3 separate regions of the Sus scrofa genome follow, and regions 2 and 3 are each linked to region 1. Evidence: chromatin contacts called from public HiChIP or PLAC-seq data. All regions are on one chromosome and are shown on one strand. Each heading gives the region's core, a stretch centred on a gene start, on an enhancer-like site or on the middle of the called end of the contact. The rest is flanking DNA. Distances are from core to core; before and after follow the strand shown. Region 1 overlaps RBPJ (recombining binding protein suppressor of hairless). Region 2 has its middle 74 kb from the start of RBPJ. Region 3 has its middle 110 kb from the start of RBPJ.

Evidence for each region. HiChIP or PLAC-seq counts read pairs in DNA pulled down with a chosen protein or histone mark.
Region 2: an H3K27ac HiChIP or PLAC-seq map of alveolar macrophages shows a contact between it and region 1. The contact joins two enhancer-like sites. A contact is called at or near these places in 2 of 2 datasets of contacts at active chromatin or transcription factors (alveolar macrophages and skeletal muscle).
Region 3: a contact with region 1 is called in an H3K27ac HiChIP or PLAC-seq map of alveolar macrophages. The contact joins two enhancer-like sites. A contact is called at or near these places in 1 of 47 Hi-C or Micro-C datasets (embryonic fibroblasts) and 1 of 2 datasets of contacts at active chromatin or transcription factors (alveolar macrophages).

Annotation. Positions count from the first base shown.
Region 1 is chr8:20,018,688-20,023,136 of Sscrofa11.1, forward strand. All of the region lies in intron 1 of RBPJ (recombining binding protein suppressor of hairless), which reads left to right. Among named protein-coding and RNA genes, the nearest start is that of RBPJ, 88 kb to the left of the region's middle. Within about 2 kb of position 2,759, at least 5 of the 83 cell types and tissues checked have an H3K27ac peak or open chromatin away from gene starts, as enhancers often do. A contact at or near this core is called in alveolar macrophages, where this site is marked.
Region 2 is chr8:19,857,120-19,861,583 of Sscrofa11.1, forward strand. No RefSeq gene overlaps it. Among named protein-coding and RNA genes, the nearest start is that of RBPJ, 74 kb to the right of the region's middle. Within about 2 kb of position 2,707, at least 7 of the 83 cell types and tissues checked have an H3K27ac peak or open chromatin away from gene starts, as enhancers often do. A contact at or near this core is called in alveolar macrophages, where this site is marked.
Region 3 is chr8:19,822,743-19,826,628 of Sscrofa11.1, forward strand. No RefSeq gene overlaps it. Among named protein-coding and RNA genes, the nearest start is that of RBPJ, 110 kb to the right of the region's middle. Within about 2 kb of position 1,334, at least 12 of the 83 cell types and tissues checked have an H3K27ac peak or open chromatin away from gene starts, as enhancers often do. A contact at or near this core is called in alveolar macrophages, where this site is marked.

The DNA.
Region 1 (4,449 bases), core at 1,509-4,008:
TCTCCCTCCTCGCCAGAGGCACACACACACTGTTTGCGCCTTCAGAAAGCTCAGGTGATTTTGCCAGAATTGGTGCAGAAATCTTCGCAGAGTCGTTGTCAAGCAGCTGGAAGCAAAGGTATTTCGTTATGCCTAGCACTGGAAACCAAAAAACAGAAAGTGTCCTGCCCAAGGTCAAGCACTGCCCAAAGGAAAGGGAGCTGCTGTGGGGGGCGGGGGGGGGGGGCGGTGAATATAACCTCCCGATTCCTCTGCTTAGCTGTCCCCCCAAGCAATGCCCTTTCTGTGCAAAACCCTGAAGAAATGAAGAAAGCAAAACACCTACATTTCGAAAATCTGATTAGAACAGACTTCACATGTTAACTTGCTAAACATGTTTTCAATTCCTGGACATTTTGGACACCGTAGCCTCTCCTAATTATAACTTTGAGTCGATGTTGCTCTTTTTCTCTGATATTTGGCTTCTTGGGCTATTCTTGTGGTAAATTAGCAATTGGCAAATGCACCTGCTTTAATTTGATGGAGGGAGGAACTGGGTAGCTTGGACCTGTACCCCCACTTCGGCTAACTGGAAAACCGGGGCACTTGAGGCTGTTCAAAGTGCTTGCCTCTGAGCTCCAGGACTTGCATTATTTTAAGTCATGGCTCTTCCTGTTGAAATGATCTGTTCAGTCTGTCTGTCTCTTTGACCAAACTTCAGCTTCTTAAGGGCAGGGCTAGTCTTAACTCATTTGGACAAACCCAACACCTTATACTTTGGTAGAAGCTCATGAAATGGCTTCTGGAACTAAAGACAAGGAGGAACAGGTGAAGGGTTGGGCCGAGGGAGGAGAATTCGAGAGGAATGCCTAAGGGAAAGAAGAGTCCGTGGTCCAGCTGGTGTCCCCCGTTACCTCGAGGCAGCTAAAATCCCTTTTTAAGGATGCAGGCCCTCAGGAGGAAGCAACCCACTAACTAAAGAGTTAATGGAAAGACTGCCTGGAAACAGAATCTGGCTCATAAAGCTGAGGGTGTTCCTCAACCAGTGAAATTGCTGGTCTGGTGGTTTAAAAGACCTATTCCTGGCTCCACCCTGCATTACAAACACAGAGCCCTTGGGGGTGGGACCTCAGAGACTTTTTTAATGAGCACCCAGGGTACTCGAGTTTGAAAAGCATTGATGTGGTCTTTCCTGAGTGCATTTCACCCACCTGCATCCCACCCAGGTCCAATTAATGTGGAGTGTTTTTCATCATCGGAGACTTAGCTTTCCTTGGGAAAGCCAGGGTTGTCCAGGTCTAGCATATAAACTATGATGTCCTTTCATTCGTTCAGCCCGGTGTCATGCACACACACATATACACACACGCAAACACGCGCGCGCGCGCAGAGACATGCAATGGGCACACCCGTTTGCGCTAGATTCCAGATCTCTGCAGGGCCCGTGCCTGGGGCCACTGGCCTCATCCCTTAAAATGCCTCTGGTCTTGGGCCGCCCTAACTAAGACTGAATCTGAAAATTAGATAGCAGGAAAAAGCGGGTTCGGGCACAAACTCTTTGGACAAGTACCCTCGTACCACAAACCTTTGGTTTCTGTTTCTAGATAAAACCCAGAGACACTTGCAGGCGAGAGAAAAAGAAAAGGTTAATTCTGTTTTCTAAAACTCACTAGAGATTTGGTGAACAGATGAACTTGCATTTTGCCTTCATTTTTTCCAAAGTGATTCATTCTTCTTGGGGCCTGAACACCTGCTTGAAAACAGGGCTTTCTTCTCTCTGTCCTCAGGGCGTGCCAACCCTGTTTGAAACCATGAGGTAGGTCTAATACGTGGCAGGGGGGTGGGGAGTAGTGGGGTGGAGGAAAGTCCTATTTGATGGACATAATGTATTCGTTGTTTAAAATCGTACCTTGCGCGGCAAGTGGTGGTGAGATGTGTGCTGTGAAACAAGGAGCTTGGGGCGAGCTCAGCGCGCCAGGGTTTCCATGCCCAAGGTGAATGTTGACATTACTGAGGCTGGAGTCCTGTTAATACCTTCGGTTTTCCTTCCAAGAAGATGGCATTAAGTTTGGGGTTTCCTCTGCCTCCAAGTTTTTCAGAGCAACCCACAATAAAAAGGAAGGTTCGCCCAGCAGAATTGACTGGCCGTGAAAACGGACTTGCGTTTCCCCAGGTCACTCATTTGTATGACGACCTATTGCTGTCCCCACTTCCCTTCTGGTCGGTGGCCTGTCTCTTTTTTGCAGCTCCTTGTCAGTTAATTCACATTTCCTGATTTGGCAAACAGCTTCCCCCCCCCCACCTCCTTTTCTTGGGTAAAACTTCCTGAGTTGACATTAAAGAGAACTGTTACCTCACCCCCAGAGCTTTAGCAGGAAAATGGCATTTAGGTTTAATTGCATAAAGCCCCATAGTAGTTACCACTTTATAAAATTCAAATGACTTTTTTTCCAAGCTCCCTGTTTTCCACAGCTGGCTGGCTGGCAACCTCCAGGGTGGGTGAAATGCCTGCCCTGGCCTCCTGGCCATGGCAGGAAGCAAGGGTGAAGGTCCTTTCCGCACTTGCTGGCTGAAAGAGGCTGCCAGCAGAGAGGGCTGCAGATTCCAAAGGCTGTTCTGGAATCTAAGAGAAGGCAGGCATACATTACAAGACCAGGGAAGAATCACTTCATGGACCATTTTTACGCAAAGATGTGTACCCTCCTTCAGAAGAGCCTAGAAGACCTGGGCCAGGACGCTGGTCACACAGCTGCCCCTGTCCCCTCGTCAGCATTCAGGGAGACAAGGGGAAGTGAGCTGTCGTTCTTATCAGTGGTGACCAGTCTTCCCCCGTGCCACTTGCAGCACTCAGGACTCCAAATGTTCTTCCCTCTTCTTCAAAGTTGTAGAATGGTCAAGACTCAGTTATCTCCGGAGATCCTATCATGGTGCAGCAGAAATGAATCTGACTAGGAACCATGAGGTTGCAGGTTTGATCCCTGGCCTCGCTCAGGGGGTTAAGGATCTGGCGTTGCTGTGAGCTGTGGTGTTAAGTCGCAAATGCAGCTTGGATCCCTCGTTGCTGCGTTTCTGGTATAAGCCGGCAGCTCTAGCTCCAATTCGACCCCTAGCCTGGGAACCTCCATATGTCGAGGGTGCAGCCCTAAAAAGCAAAAAAAAAACAAAGACTCATTATCTTCACTGGTGCCTTCCTGGGAATCTGTTTAGTCCCATGTTTGCTCCTCCTGGTGGTATCTGTGTCATCTCTGGTTTAAGGGGAAAGAGTTTAGCTTTGATTCGCTCCCTCCGTCTACAGATTTGGGCTCAGGTGTGGCCTTTCCTGACCGCAGGCAGAGCCCCCATCCTGAGGAATCCTATGTTACCCTTTTCTCTGCTTCATTCTCCTCTGTAACGTTTGTCACTTCCTAATGCTTGGTCCATGCGTTCCACTTTATTTCTTTTATTTGGTTCTATCTTCTGTCACCTGTTCCACCCACCCACATGCCCCCGACCTCTGGGGTGGAAACTGCAGGGCACAGGAACTTGGGCTGCTTTGTTCACTGCTATGCCCCTGGCACCTAGAACAGCGCCTGGGACAGAGTAGGTGCTCGATTCGTATTTGTTTAATAGTTAGTGAATTTGCGGAATTGCTGAAATCCAAAAGAAGGTATGGGAAGAGAGAATTTTGGATCACGGAGAATCTAAAATACCCAGGCAGGAGGGCAAGGATGGGACAGCATTTAAGTGGAAAGTGGGCTGCTTTGTCATTTATTTGCTTATTTATTTCCTTTTTAGCGCCCCACCCGCAGCATATGGAAGTTCCCAGGCTAGGGGTTGAATTGGAGCTGCAGCTGCCAGCTCACACCACAGCCACAGCAGCACCAGATTCAAGATGCATCTGTGACCTATGGTGCAGTTTGCAGCAATGCTGGATCCTTAACCCACTGAGTGAGGCCAGGAATCGAACCAGCACCCTCATGGATACTAGCTGGGTTCTTAACCTGCTCAGCCACAACGGGAACTCCCTGCTTTGTCATTTAATGTTTACCAAAACTACTACTGATTAGATGTCATGGTTGCTATGGCAAAAATGAAGAAGTGGAGGCATAGAAAGCATCTGTGCTTACTCAAGATGACACCGAAAGAAAGTGGCAGGGTGTCTGCCTCTACAGGGTGCTCTTTCCCTGGACTGCCCTTGACTCCCTGACGCCTATTGGGGACAAAAGCTGGTAATTTGGCATCCTAAGCCGATTCAGTAAAATACACCAAAACTGGCTTCACAGCCCACCTTGGTAACTTAAGGCAAGGCTCTGAATCTCTGTGTGTCCCTGTTTCCCTATAAAGAAAATAAAAAGGTGGGACCTGGCATTTTTTATTTACTTACTGGTGCGGTAGGAAGGGAACTGGAATTAATAACTCCGGAAGAAGAAATTAAAAGCCGGGGAGACTACATGACTCGCTGTGTGGTTAAGTAACATGTCAAGTCAGTGG
Region 2 (4,464 bases), core at 1,457-3,956, 160 kb before region 1:
CCCTGAGGGTGCTGAATGACGGCAATTCCACACACATCATCATTTTGCCTAAACTAGCCATCCCAAAGAACTGAAAAAGAGACTGAAATAGCATCACCAGGACGTTAACATTTTACAGATGCCATATCTGATCTTGCGTCTTTATCTTTCCCCTAATTGAGGCATCAGGGCCTAAGGATGTTTCCATTTGGGCCAAACACATGCTCCACACGTCCAGTGGGACGCAGGGCCGCATTCCATGCAGACGCACACATGAGCTCATGCAAGTCCCAGGGTGCTCATCTGGTCCAGATTTGAAGGAAACTATTTAGCTGGATGGAGCAAAACACATCATGTATCACGTTAATACCAAACAGATTTTATGACATACTGAAACGGCTTTTGATAATCTACTAATATATCAGAAGGGCTAATGAACTAAAAAAGAACCAGCTAATCATCATATCTTTGAGGCCTGGACAGTGTTTGTGTGGGCCGCACAGATGACAGAAAGACACAAAGATGCAGGGAGCTTTGGGGGACGTTGTCCAAAAGGCCCCCTGAGAAGCTTGTCCCTGATGCAAGAGGTGTCCTTTGCCAATTCATGAGCATAGGCGATTTTTTTTCTGGCTCAAAGTCAGAGTGGACTTTTCCAGAGATGAAGAAGGGCCACGGCCTGGCCATTCTTATCCCTGCCCAGCATGGCGGCCATGGATGCTACTGAGGGAGGGGTCAGTGCTTGGTCATCTCACTTGGGAACATCTCAGCCCACTGCCGGTTTTTGCCTCAGGGTGAGAGGCGCCCTCAGCTACCACCTGACCACAACAGCAAAATGGGGGATTAAAATCATAAATTAGCTAAGAATTTTTGGCTGCTGGAAAAACCCAATTGCGGTTGACGTAAGAAAAAATCATTGCAGGGAAGGGTTTTGAAGCAATCAATCCAATGCCATGGAGAGTGAACACAACTTGGGAAGGGCAAGGACTGTGACAATTCAGCATCCCCAGCAGGAGGACCTGCCATTCATGGGACAATGTCAAGCTCTGAGTGATCAGTTCCGGGAGGAGAGCAGCTGATTGGACAAGTTTGGAGTGACTTGGGATGGGTGACTTAGCTAAGGGCAGGAGCAGGTGGTCCTCGGGCAGGGTCACCTTGCTCGACCAGCCAGTGCCCAGTAGAACGGTTGTCTACCATAAATGCCTACCTAAAGGACATGCTGAGAAGTCTTCAAGGCACATGGGAATTTAATAGGAAGTTTTTGTTTGCTTGCTTTCCTGAGGGAAGATTACTCGGCTGGGTGTTTGATGGAGATGTGATGTTCTCCCTGGGATGAGGGAGAGCTTTTGGAAACTGGCGGAGTCCAATCGGGCTGTTTCCACATCTGGGGGAGGGGAGAAGAAGAGGGGAGCCTGAGTGGCCCTTAGGAGGCAGGGACTCAGAAAGCTCAACTTCCTGCCATGTCCCCACTGAGAAGCACTGCCCTAAAGTAACCCCAGGCTGTTCCTGGCTGAGTAGGTGTGAAATCACCCCTTCAGTGTGGTGAGGGGAAGGGATGGTTACTGTGTGTGTTTGCTTTTGTTTTGAGATAGGTGGCTGTGGTTTGGGGGGTGTTTTTATTTTACTGTATGATTTTTTATAGAAATAAAAATATGTAATATATGTAAATATTCACCTGTAAATATACGTAAATGTATTATTTATTTATTTATTTATTTTTTGTCTTTTTGCCATTTCTAGGGCCGCTCCCGTGGCATATAGAGATTCCCAGGCTAGGGGTCGAAATGGAGCTGTAGCTGCCGGCCTACGCCAGAGCCACAGCAACATGGGATCCGAGCCACGTCTGCACCCTACACCACAGCTCACGGTACAGCCGGATCGTCAACCCACTGAGCAAGGGCAGGGACCGAACCTGCAACCTCATGGTTCCTAGTCGGATTCATTAACCACTGTGCCATGACGGGAACTCCGTAAATGTATTTTTAACATACTTTCTAAGGTGCCAAGAAAGGAGTGGAGGGCATTTTTTTCCAGAGTACACCGGGCTTTCGGATGCTTCACACCAGGAACCCCAAGAGAACAGGAGGTCTTCTCCGTCTGGGATCCGACAGAAGATATGATACAGAGGTTCTCAGCTACCAGCCAAGCCCAAAGGCTGCCCCGCACCAGTACGTCATACCCACAGAGCATAAGGAGGAATTTGGGGCAAAAGACCAGGGCAGAGCCTCTTCTTCTCTATTACTGGAGAGAAGTAAAGGAATCATAGAACCCTCTGGAACAAAGGGATCATGTGCTCCTTTGAAAACTTAGAGTGAAGTCAGGACGGCCAGTGCAGGAAACTCCAGGGAAATGCAAGGAATTAAAAAGAAGAAGAAAGAGAAGAGGAAGGAGGAGGAGGAGAACTCAGAAGAGAGCTGTTGGAAAAGGAGCCCTGACAACTGGGTCTGCCATATTGGTGGGGATTCAGGTGCAAATGTGATTAACCTCACCTTGTTTTTGTTCAGGAAACCAGAGGGATAGCTCAGAAACAAGCTCATTATTTCTGGTTCTTGGCTGGTTCTAGCAGTGAGGGGATACTCCCTTCCTCAGTCAGAGCTCTGTTGTTATGACAAGGGACTCACATGCTCTTTCATTGCTACATTTTCTTTGAATCATGGTTGGCAATGAGGCATTCAGATGTGACTATTTACCTTCGGGACTCCTCTGGGTATGTGAAGAATTCCCCATCTGCTTTGCTCACGATGTGGACGGAGGCAGAAGTGACAACAACCCATAGAGATTGCCTCTCTTTGGCTGGAGTTGGGAAAGAACCATTGCACTCAGCCAAGGAGGGAGTGACCAGTGCCGACAGGGCAAATGAAGCATATCGTTGGGTCTTCGACTGTCCCCGGGCCAGAGGGACTGGAGGTGGGAAATTCCACTTTTCAAAGGTTAAAGACAGCCTGCGACAGAGAATTGTGAAAATTAGCAAAGGCAAAAAAAGGAAGGTTGTGACATAAAGTAAAAACAGAAAGAAAGAAGAAGGAATTTGAGTCCACAAGTATTTATTGAGCATTAGGTGCTGTGCCAGATGACTCACCATCATCCTAACAACAATAAGAATAGTTTATGTTTGCTATTCTGCTTCAGGTGCTGGGCACTATTTTAAGTATATTATATGTATTCACTCAATCTTCACAACACACCTGTAATGTTTATACCTGTCTGTACCACCCCACTTTAAGGATGCAGAAAGAAGGCAGCAAAAGGCTAAGCACTTCCCCAGAAGTATCTAGGTCGTACGTTGCAGAGCCAGGACGTAAACTCAGGCAATAAGTCTTCAGAGTCTGGACTTTATTTCTTTAATTTTAATTTTTTATTTTTTGTCTTTTTAAGACAACACCTGAGGCTTATGGAGGTTCCCAGGCTAGGGGTTGAATCAGAGCCATAGCTGCTGGCCTACATCACAGCCACAGCAACATGGGATCCAAGCCACGTCTGCAACCTATACCACTGCTCATGGCAGCGCCGGATCCCTGACCCACGAGGAAGGCCGGAGATTGAACCTGTATCCTCATGGATAACATTCAGGCTCATTACCACTGAGCCACAATGGGAACTTCCTTTGAGTCTGGACTTTAAATCACTATATTAGGGTGCCTCTTAAGACATGATTTTTTTCTCAAGCAGGTTAGAGGGCGATGGACTGGCAAACATATGCAAACATATTATTGTTTGCACAGAAGATAACAGATGTGTGCAGGGTATTTGGGAAGCCCTTAATCTAATCCGGGGGTCAAGGACTGCCTGGAGAAGTTGGTTTTTAACCAGAATCTTGAGGAGTGGGTAGGAAAAAGGTAGTGAAGAAGAAGAGGAAAACCAACAAAGAGAGCAGGAATAAAAAGGGTGTGTGTATAAGGAGCTCTAGCAGTTTGGGCGTAGCAATGATGAAAAGCATGAGGAGGGGGAGGGGAGAGACGGAAACGGAAACCTAACACGTTAAAGGCATGTCTTACACATTTGCTGAATGAACACATGCAAGTCCAGCCATGCGTAGCTTTGTGGACCAACTTAAGGACTTTGGTGGACATTGGGGGAGGCGGGGGTTAGACAAAAGAGTACTATAATATTAGAAAGATCACATTAGCAATACTGTTTGAAGTTGGGTTTTTGTTTGTTTGTTTGTTTGTTTTGGTGGTGGTGGTGGAAGGAGGAGGGCAAGTTTATCTGTCTTCTCTGGTACTTTTTTATTCAGAAACTGATTGGAAAGTGGGTCAAAAGATTTGTCTTAATGTTACAACTTTCTTTTTACTGAAAGTCAGTAAAAGTGTCTATTGGTCTAAATATAGCATTTTCTTAATTTTTTCCTTCCGCAAATTAAACCATGATAGCACCAGCCTAAAGAGTTTTAATGTATGCTTGACCAGGTTTCTTTTAGATACTCTTTCACTTCTTTTTCTTTCGTCTTTAATTCCTTTCTTCCTCCTCCTTCTTCTCTTATGTTCCTTA
Region 3 (3,886 bases), core at 84-2,583, 200 kb before region 1:
ACCGCAGTCCTGCAGAGATGGGTTGATGCTTTCTCTGTGGCAGAAGTCCCATTCCGACCGCAAATCCAATTCCACATGGATGTGGGACCCTTGAAAAGTGGTTCTAGTGGTTCTGGGTTAAATCCTGACTGATACAGATACCAAAGCCCAGATCCAGAATGAACTTTAGTTGGTCTGAACCGACCACGGGGTTCCTCGCCCCCTTGCTGGTCATAAGTTCAGGTGTGGTCACATGACCTGGTTCTACCCTGTGACATGACAGGAAATCCAGTTGGAGGCTTCCGGCAAAGGCTCCCTTGCTATGCAAGAGACACGCGCACAAAGACGGAGCTCTTCTTCTACTGGACATTATCCGGATAACATGGTTGGAATCGAGGCGGCTGTTATAACCATGTTGGGACATTAGCCAAAGAACCAAGTATGAGGATCAAGAGAGGAAAGATGAAAAGAACGTGTATTCTTGATGATATTGTTGAGCTGATGAATTAACCCTCCTCGAAGCTGCCTCCCTGGAGTTCCCGCTATGGGAGATGATAGATTTTCTCATGGTTGAATCACTTGGTGGTGGTGGTGGGGTCTGTATCTTGCAGGCAAAATACACCCCAGTCCAATTCCCAACCCCCAAAGAAGCCTCAGAGTTTCTTCTTGCAATGGATCTCCAATTTTCCATCCACTGGAGTTTCCTAGTGTCTCAGCCAATTAAGGATCCGACATTGTCCCTGCTGTGGGGAGGGTTAGATCCCTGGCCTGGGAATTTCTGCATGCCATAAGTGCAGCCAAACACAAAATAAAACAAAACAAAAAACACATACTTAGATTCGAAGTTTCCATCTACCATGTGCTTTTCCGAAAGAGAAGTGGGCAGCTTGGAGTGAACCTGGTATCTGGCCTCCCCATGCTTGGTCGTCTCATCAGAGAGAATGGACAGGAACACATCAGCAATCAACAGAGTAAGCCATAGAATTAGGATTACCAAAATGATTTCCAGATTATAGCCCAGGGAAGTATGGGATAAGACTATAATTATAGTGGTTATGATAATCAGGTTTATCAATAGGATTGCAACCAGCAGAAAGCCCCATTCGAATTGGCTATACCATTGTGCCTGCTTTTTACCTTTCTCCTCTCATCCTTCAGCTCACCCTTTTCACTCTGTGATGCTGGTCTGGTCCCCGGCACCCCCTTTTCACAGACTGTCTATGAGATTCCGCCAACAGGGGGCACCAGAGGGACACCGGGAGGTGGGAGAAAAGGAGAAGGGCTTCATTTCTTTCTTTCAGTTCCTGGTAGTGTCTCTCCAGCAAGAGTAGACAGTGGGCTCCACTTCCCAGCTCCTTTTGCTGCTCCCAGAGCCTCCTCACCACGTCCTGCAGAGGGACTGGAGCTGACCACCAGCCATGGCCCCTTGGGAGGGGCTTCCTCATCTCCCGGCCCGTGTGCTCTGGGGCATCAGACCAACCCCTGGTACCTCCTTGCGGATGTAAGCACCTATCAAGTCTCTCCCCCTCCTCAGTGATCTGAGAACTTCAAGGGTCTGAATGTGAGCAGGGCAGATTCCCCTCCACGAGCCCAGCACCAGTCTCATGAGACCCCCTCCAAGGCCCCAAGCTCTGAACTACCCTCTACCCCCTCTTCTGCTGACCTCAGGAGTTATTAATCTCTGAGTTACCTCAGCATCCTCTTTTTGATCTCTCCCTTGTGTAACAAATTCTTTTATTAACTCCCTGTGTTTTGAAATATCTGGTGTGGTTTCTCTTTTCCTGACTAGACCCCAACTGATAGAGTAAATTTATTGGATCATGTAACCCCAAAGTCCAGACTGAGAACAGTCTCCAGGCACAATTCGTTCCAGGGGATCTGAATCTTATTAGGGCTCCTTTCTGTTTTCTAACATTTTCCCGGTGCTGATCTCTTCTGGATGTGGGTTGTTTTGAGCATGGCTATCTTCCAGGTAGCAAAAGTGGCTGTAGCAACTCCATTCCCCATACAGATAAGCCATACTGCCTCTGAGCAAAAGAGAATGCCTTTGTCCCCAGTTTCTAAATCAGAGCCCTGAACTTCATTTTGCTTGCACTGGCTTTGGTCATTTGCCCAAAGTGGAACCAATCACAGTGGCCAAGGCCTGGGCTCATTGATTGGCTAGATCACGTGTTCTCTTCCTAAAGCTGGGTGGTGTAACTTCCATGGAGATACAGGGCCCACCAACGGGAATCAGGGCTCCTGGGAAGTTGCAGAACGATGCTGATGAGATCAATAGGCACCTGTCCCATGCACTTCTCAGACTGTCCAGGGCAGCCCCAACTTCACATTTCTCTTGTGGTTTTTATAAATACCTTTTAAAATGTAAAGCCAAATGCATAGTGATGGCTTTTTAGATGCAAGACCAAAGGGATGCTCCTGAAAGAAATAATTGATAAGCTGAACTCCATTAAATTTAAAAACTATTCTATGAAAGACACAGAATGAGAAGACAAATCACAGACTGGGAGAGAATACTTGCAAAAGCAGTTTCCATCGTGGCTCAGTGGAAACAAATCTAACTAGTATCCATGAGGACTCAGGTTCGATCCGTGGCCTCACTCAGGGGGTTCAGGATCTGGCGTTGCCGTGAGCTGTGGTGTAGGTCGCAGAGGTGGCTCAGGTCTGGCTTTGCTGTGGCTGTGGCATAGGCCGGCAGCTGCAGCTCCATTTCAACCCCTAGCCTGCGAACCTCCATATGCCATGGGCGTGGCCCTAAAAAGACAAAAAAATAAAAATAAGAAAATGCTTGCAAAAGGGCATCGTGAAAAGGACTGCAATGCAAAATTTACAAAGAACACTTAGAACTCGAAAATAAGAAAACAACCCCATCAAAAAATGGATTCAAGACCTTCAGAGACACTTTACCAAAGAAGATATGAAGATGGCAATCAAGCATATGAAGAGATGCTCCACAGCACACCATGTCATTATCTGGGAAATGCAAGTTAAAACATTGTCATTGCACACCTATTAGAACCACCAACATCCAAAACACTGACACCAAATGCTGGCGAGGCTGTGGAGCAATGGAGCAAACTCCCAACCTTTGCTGGTGGGAATGCAAAACGGTACAGCCACTTTGGCAGAGAACTGGGCAGTTTCTTACGATGTGAAACACACTCTTATCACACAATCCAGCAGTTGTGCTCCTTGGCGTTTCCCTAAGGGAGGGGAAAACTTACGTCCACACAAAAACCTGTGCACGTGTTTATAGCAGCTTTATTCCTAACTGCCCAAACTTGGGAGTTCCCATTGTGATGCAGTGAAAAATGAATCCAGCAAGTATTCATGAGGATGTAGGTCCGATCCCTGGCCTCCCTCAATGGGTTGGGCATTGCCGTGAGCTACAGTGTAGGTCGCAGACACAGCTCGGATCCTGTGTTGTTGTGGCTGTGGCATAGACAGACAGCTGTAGCTCCAATTAGACCCCTAGCCTGGGAACTTCCATATGCCGAGGATGTGGCCCTAAAAATAATTAAAAAAAAAAAAAGAGCATGATGGCCAAAACTTAGAAGCAACCCAGATGCCCTTCGGTAGGTGAATGAATAAAGAAACCACGGTATATCCAGGCAGTAAAATATTATTTCGCCCTGAGAAGAAATAAGCTATCGAGCCATGAGAAGACACAAGGAGCATTACATGCATGTTGCAAAGCAAGGAAGACAATCCAAAAGGGCTACATACTGTGTGATTCCAACCACACAACATTCTGGGGAAGACAAAAGGAGGAAGACAGTCAAAAGATGTGTGATTCTTAGGGGTAGGAGGGGAGAGGTGAACAGACAGAGCACGGAGGAAGTTTAGGGCAGCAAATCTACTCTGTGTGACATTATAATGGTCGATACATGGCTTTGTACACCGTCCA